Regions from separate parts of the Arachis hypogaea genome. Here region 1 is linked to region 2. Evidence: chromatin contacts called from public Hi-C data. All regions are on one chromosome and are shown on one strand. The core of a region is the stretch at or near the end of the contact, and the rest is flanking DNA. Distances in the headings are between cores, read along the strand shown. Region 1 holds the start of LOC112702857 (zinc finger protein CONSTANS-LIKE 9). Region 2 holds the start of LOC112702855.

Region 1 (2,700 bases), core at 130-2,629, 230 kb before region 2:
CCCATCTCTTAAACTGACTTTTTTACTTTTTAGCTTGCTCCTTGATCTAGAATAAGAATTCTCCAATTAGTAATTGTCTACAGAAGCTGCAACATCAACTGAAAAACAAAATCCTTTTCTTATTTTCAGACGTCGAAGCTGATCTCAGTTGTACAACCTACAAGCTGCTAAACAATGCAATGAAGGAGGGAAGTTTTAGTTCAGTTTTGGCCAGAAGACAAATAAGTAAGCATTTCCATGCTAACAGAAATAAACTTCGCTAATATACAGAGAAATAAATAACAAAATGGAAATTCCACTACAAATTCAGAATTATGCATAGATGCCATGGATTATGGCTAGTAAATTATGGAAAGTTGCAGCCAATAGCAGACATAAAGACTAAAAGGAAAGTTCAAAGCAATGAATCAAGTATCAGAAAAGGTAAATAATACTTGAAATGGAAACTCCATAGATATTGTCACAGCAGCAAAGAAACTAAACCACTTTCTCAATAAGAATAATAAATTATAAATTTATAATCAACCAAAGTTCTAATACAGTTGAAATATCCTTTTGGAGTTAAGGAACCAAAATTCCGTTTTGATTTCCAAAAAAAAAAAAAGTGAATTTCCTCCATGAAAGAATTCCAGTAGAACTAGAAAATAAACCAAATAAAAGTTAAACTTATTTTTCCAGCATCCTTAAAAGATATCAACTTCCATGGAATGACTAAAAGTAGCAGATCATTATTAACAATACATAAAGGTCAGAAAGTAAAAACAAAACAGAAAAAAAGGGGCGGGGGGATATGAAGAAGAATACAGAAACAACAAGAACAACAAATCAAATCAAATCCAATCAAAACACAAATATACCATAAAAAGTAAAAAAGAAAAAAAAAGGAAGTACTCTTCACATAAGATTCCCTACTTTTCCTTATCTCAAGCTTCACAGAAAAACATGAACTAAAACACACACAGGGGAATCAGCATGAACTTTTAACAGAGAAGAACAGAAAGGAGAAAGAGATCAGAAAGCAAGAAATTACCATACGGAAAGAAAGACAGAGGACAAGATCGGTAAGGAAAACCAAAAATTTTATTTTATTTTATTTTATTTTTTTGCTTTTTCAGAATAAAATATAAAGAAGCAAAAACTGAAAGCAAAGGAAACCCTAGAGAGGGGTAGAAGCAGGACTATTGAAGAGAACAAACACTGACCCCCTTTTTTCTTTCTTTCTTTCTTGTTCTCTCTTTTCTGCTCTGTGCAGATAGATAGGAGGAATAGGTTAGATTGTAGATTAGATATGGAAGGGAGAGAGAGAAAGAGGGGGTTAGGTGTAAGATGAGAAATTGAAATTGAGAATAATGCAATGGGGTATGTAGGTATTGTGACATAAGCTAGGCTTATAAAAAGTGCAAAACAAAAGAGTAAAAAACATATAATGCATGTGGGGCCATGTCTTTTTCATAGTGAAAGCAAAAGCTTACTAAGCCTTTCCCCCTTTTCTATTTCTTGGTCCCTCCCCATCACCCAAAAACTAAAAAGAAAAAGGGTCAAATATATATATTATTTTAATTTGAATTAATTTGTTGTGAATTAAAATTTTATTTAAAAATTTATTATTAATTAATAAATTATTATATATATAAAATAAAATTTAAATTTTTTGACATTTATTTAAACAAATAAGTAATTAATCACTTGACTTATCCAAATTAATTAAAGAATTAAATATAAAAATATTAAGTAAATAAATTATTTTTATAACTATATTTTAGCGAAATCTTTTTATTAAACCCACTTAATTTTACTATGGTAATATAAAAGAAAAGTGCTGCAATATTTTATAATGTTATTGTTACTATTAGTATATTTATTCATTTTTTAATTGAATTTTTTAATATATTAACTAGGATGTTGTTGAGCTATTATTTGAGTTGAGCAGATCTAGCGTTTATTTTTTGTCCCAAAAGCATCCAAGACTTTTTGATATTGAATAACATAACTTTTTCCCCTCTGCACCCTTTCTCTCTCCTTGCACTTTTTCTTATCTGTGTCCGTGTGAATGTTGTTGTTGGGATTGTTTATTGTGTTTAAAGAATAAAAAAATATTATAAATAATAAAAGGGTGTACTGTTAATGGTCATAGGAAGGTTGAACTTGAACCTCTTTTTTTTCCCCCCAAAAAGTGCATCACATGATGGGTGAGGTGGACAAATAGGGATTTATTTAGTGAACTTTTTCACAATCTGGTTTTCCATTTTCGGTTGGCTTTTTCACGCTTCGATCTTAGGTGTTCCATTTTATGGGCTTCTTGTCAGTTTCGTGTCCTCACCGCAATCACTTGTTACCTAGTTTACGGAAAATAATATTTCAAAAAAATTTTTGAAAAATTTTTTGTCAGATATTTTAATTTAAAATAAATTTTAATTAATTTTATATTGAATTATTTATTTATATAAAAAATAATTTATCTAATTTTTATTAAATAATATAAAAAATTGATACATCTAATAAAATAAAATATACGGAATAATTTGATCATTAAAATTTATTAAAAATTAAATTATTTGACTAAAATTTTTTTAAAAATCTATTTGAGATATTATTCTGCTTTTAACTTGTACCACTCTTTTATACTCTTTATATTTTTTTGGTGACTTGACGAAGGTTTTATACACTTTATATATATAATATGTGTGTTATATATGTTAA
Region 2 (2,700 bases), core at 101-2,600:
GTGTGAGTGTGATTATATTTTAAAATAAATAAATAAATAAAAAGAACAGTAAAGAAAAGAAAAAGGAGAGAGGTGGAAACACCTGAAACTTCCCCCCAGAATTGAGCAAGATGGAATGGAAGTGGCTATCACTCCCTTGATTTATAGCATCATGCTTAGACAAACCTGGAGTGCCACTTAATTTCATCATTTGAAACTCCTGGAGTCCACTGCTCAACTGTAACTTTTTCTGTGAATAATGAGAGTGCATGTCATCATCTGCAAGGCATTGCTAGAAAGCAAACATGATTGAGAAAATACCAGTAATCTCTCACGCTTAATATGCATTAATTGTAGTTTTGCTTTCCCATATGCTATATTGAACAGCAAACTTCTTGCTTCCACAAATCTACAAAACATTACTTTACAATGCCAATAATCATTAACCCAAACAATTTCATAAAGTTACCTGCATCAAAGAATATAATTTACATTTTTTAACTGACTCAGTCAAACAACATAAACATACCTTTTATGCCCAACAACTTTCAACTGGTCAGCTGTTTTCTGGAAGAACAACATCAATTATGTTGACAATGAATAGAATATCAGCCTTTGATACTGTCTCAGGTGAAGTATTATGTTATAATCACTATAAAATCATTAAATGTAAGCTTGATCAAAATGTATAACTAGAAAAGTGAAACCATCCAACAGACCTGACAATGAATTTCAGAACAAAAGGCATCACAGATGTTAACTTTCTGCAATTGAACCAAAGTATCTTCCAGCATGCTAATCTAAAAATTGACGTAAAATTTGAATGAATTATTTTATATGATAACCAAATAAGAGGAAATTTAGGAGTGTTATAAATTTTGGAAAGACAACATCCACAAGTATTCAAATGATATCACTTTCAAATTCTACAGATGTTTTATGAAACTAAATTACATGAAAGTAAGGAACATACCATTCTCAAATTGAGCTTATCAGTTGAAGGAGAAAGCAACAGGTTTGTAGCACATGAGAAATTTTTTACAATCTGCAAGGCAACTAAAATATTAAGAGGCAATAGACTCAACTGATTTAACCCTTGAAATAAAACAGTGATCATACATCAGCCCATGTTTTCCTTGTTTGATTGTCCAGCTTCCCTTTTTCACTTCTCATAACACCTGTTTGCTGCAAAACCAATTGTTGGTCACTCTTCCAACCATTATGGAGCTGTGGACTTGCGTCAATCCTCCCTGATTCATCCATGATCTTTCGACCTCTTAGCATCTCAAAAACTTTTCTTTTCTTCTGAGCAGAAATCTGGGCACTAAAATCATCTCCATCTAAGTTGCCCTCATGAGACAACTCTTGCATATTACCATGGCACAATCATAATTCTCTCAGGCGCTCTTTCAGGGAATTCATCGATGGAGTTGACACTTCTCGGATACAATTGGTCGCATCTATAACTCCCTTAGCGGGACTCTTATCCTGTTTCCTTTCCAATACACACTATAAGTCACTCAAATACCAATATCAGTATAAATTGCAAATCAACAAGCTCTAATAAGGGAGATGTTATTGCCATTTTGCTCAAAAGGTTCTGGAAAAAGAGGGTAAGTTTTTCAGTTTAAGAAAACATGTTCTAGCTTTAGGAAAATTGTTCCTAAACTAAGAATTAAGATATATCTTCCTTTCCCTCTCCTTTCCTTCCAAAACAGCCAAACCTTTCAATTCTAAATCTAAATCAACTACTAACACAAGATGCTCCTTACATTGATCAAAGAATCAGCAGTTCTAATCGAAGCATCAGCACCAATACCAATACCAGCACTATTGTCATCATCGCCTTTGCTGTATACAAAGTCTTTTTCTGTTGATGAACCATAAGGGCTCCTGTTTGATATCTCCAAGAAAGAAGAGGCATCTTTGCTTCCTTCATCTGAAATTGCACCTAACGAAGGAGACATTCTGTCATAATCATACCTAAATGGATACTCTTTATCCTCCACCACAGTCATGTCGTTTGAATCTCTAGCTCCACTCGCTGAATCACCGTCACAAATCTCGTTCCTTGCGTCGCTGAGCGTCATGAAGCTTCCTTCAGTAGTACTAGTAACAGCAGGGATCCAATTCTGGCTTGGCGTTCTGAGATCATCGGAATCTGACCTCGCGAGGCTCCGATAGTGCATTGAGAACGCAGTTGAATCCATTGTGACATCGTCGGAGAAACCGGGATCAGGACCCGACAACCGTCCAGGTTCAATGAAACTAGCCAAAACGGGACCGTGAAAAGCTTCTGCTGCTACAAAATTATCAATAACTGAATAGTTTCATATTACACTACAATTCCTATGGCAGTTACACGTACAGTTGGACTGCGATTATCACAGTTACGAAAACAAAATTACAAAAATAAATAAATAAATAAATAAAGAGATGCAGTTAAGTAGAAGAGCCACAGAAAATAAAAAAATGGCGAATCGGAACTTGCCGTCGTCATCGGTGGAAGCAGTGGCGGTTCTGAGAGGAGAAAGAGGCGAAGCGATTGGTCTCAGGAAGGGGCTAGAAACGACGTTGTTGTGGTCATCGAGCGGAGGAGTTTGTTCGGCGTCGTCGGAGGGGAAGAGATGGATGGAGGTGATCTCGTTGTCGGCGAAGCTGACGCGGCGGGCGGTTTTATTCACCGGCGCGGCGGTTCCGTCTTCCGTTTCGGTGTTGCCA

Evidence for each region. Hi-C and Micro-C count contacts between places; a contact is called where the count stands out from the background.
Region 1: a Hi-C map of leaf shows a contact between it and region 2, with 3 times the contacts expected there. The contact joins the promoter of LOC112702857 here to the promoter of LOC112702855 in region 2. A contact is called at or near these places in 3 of 8 Hi-C or Micro-C datasets (leaf and an unstated tissue).

The regions. Positions count from the first base shown.
Region 1 is chr7:26,460,274-26,462,973 of arahy.Tifrunner.gnm2.J5K5, reverse strand. LOC112702857 (zinc finger protein CONSTANS-LIKE 9) reads right to left here and starts at 1,379. Exons shown (of 6, transcript XM_025754059.3): 1 at 1,203-1,379; 2 at 1-167. The coding sequence starts at 5.
Region 2 is chr7:26,229,256-26,231,955 of arahy.Tifrunner.gnm2.J5K5, reverse strand. It overlaps LOC112702855, which reads right to left and starts at 1,350. Exons shown (of 13, transcript XM_025754055.2): 1 at 1,099-1,350; 2 at 953-1,024; 3 at 699-779; 4 at 509-546; 5 at 301-388; 6 at 83-229. The coding sequence starts at 1,350. It overlaps LOC112702856, which reads right to left. Exons shown (of 3, transcript XM_029287948.2): 1 at 2,471-2,700; 2 at 1,752-2,275; 3 at 1,298-1,488. The coding sequence ends at 1,366.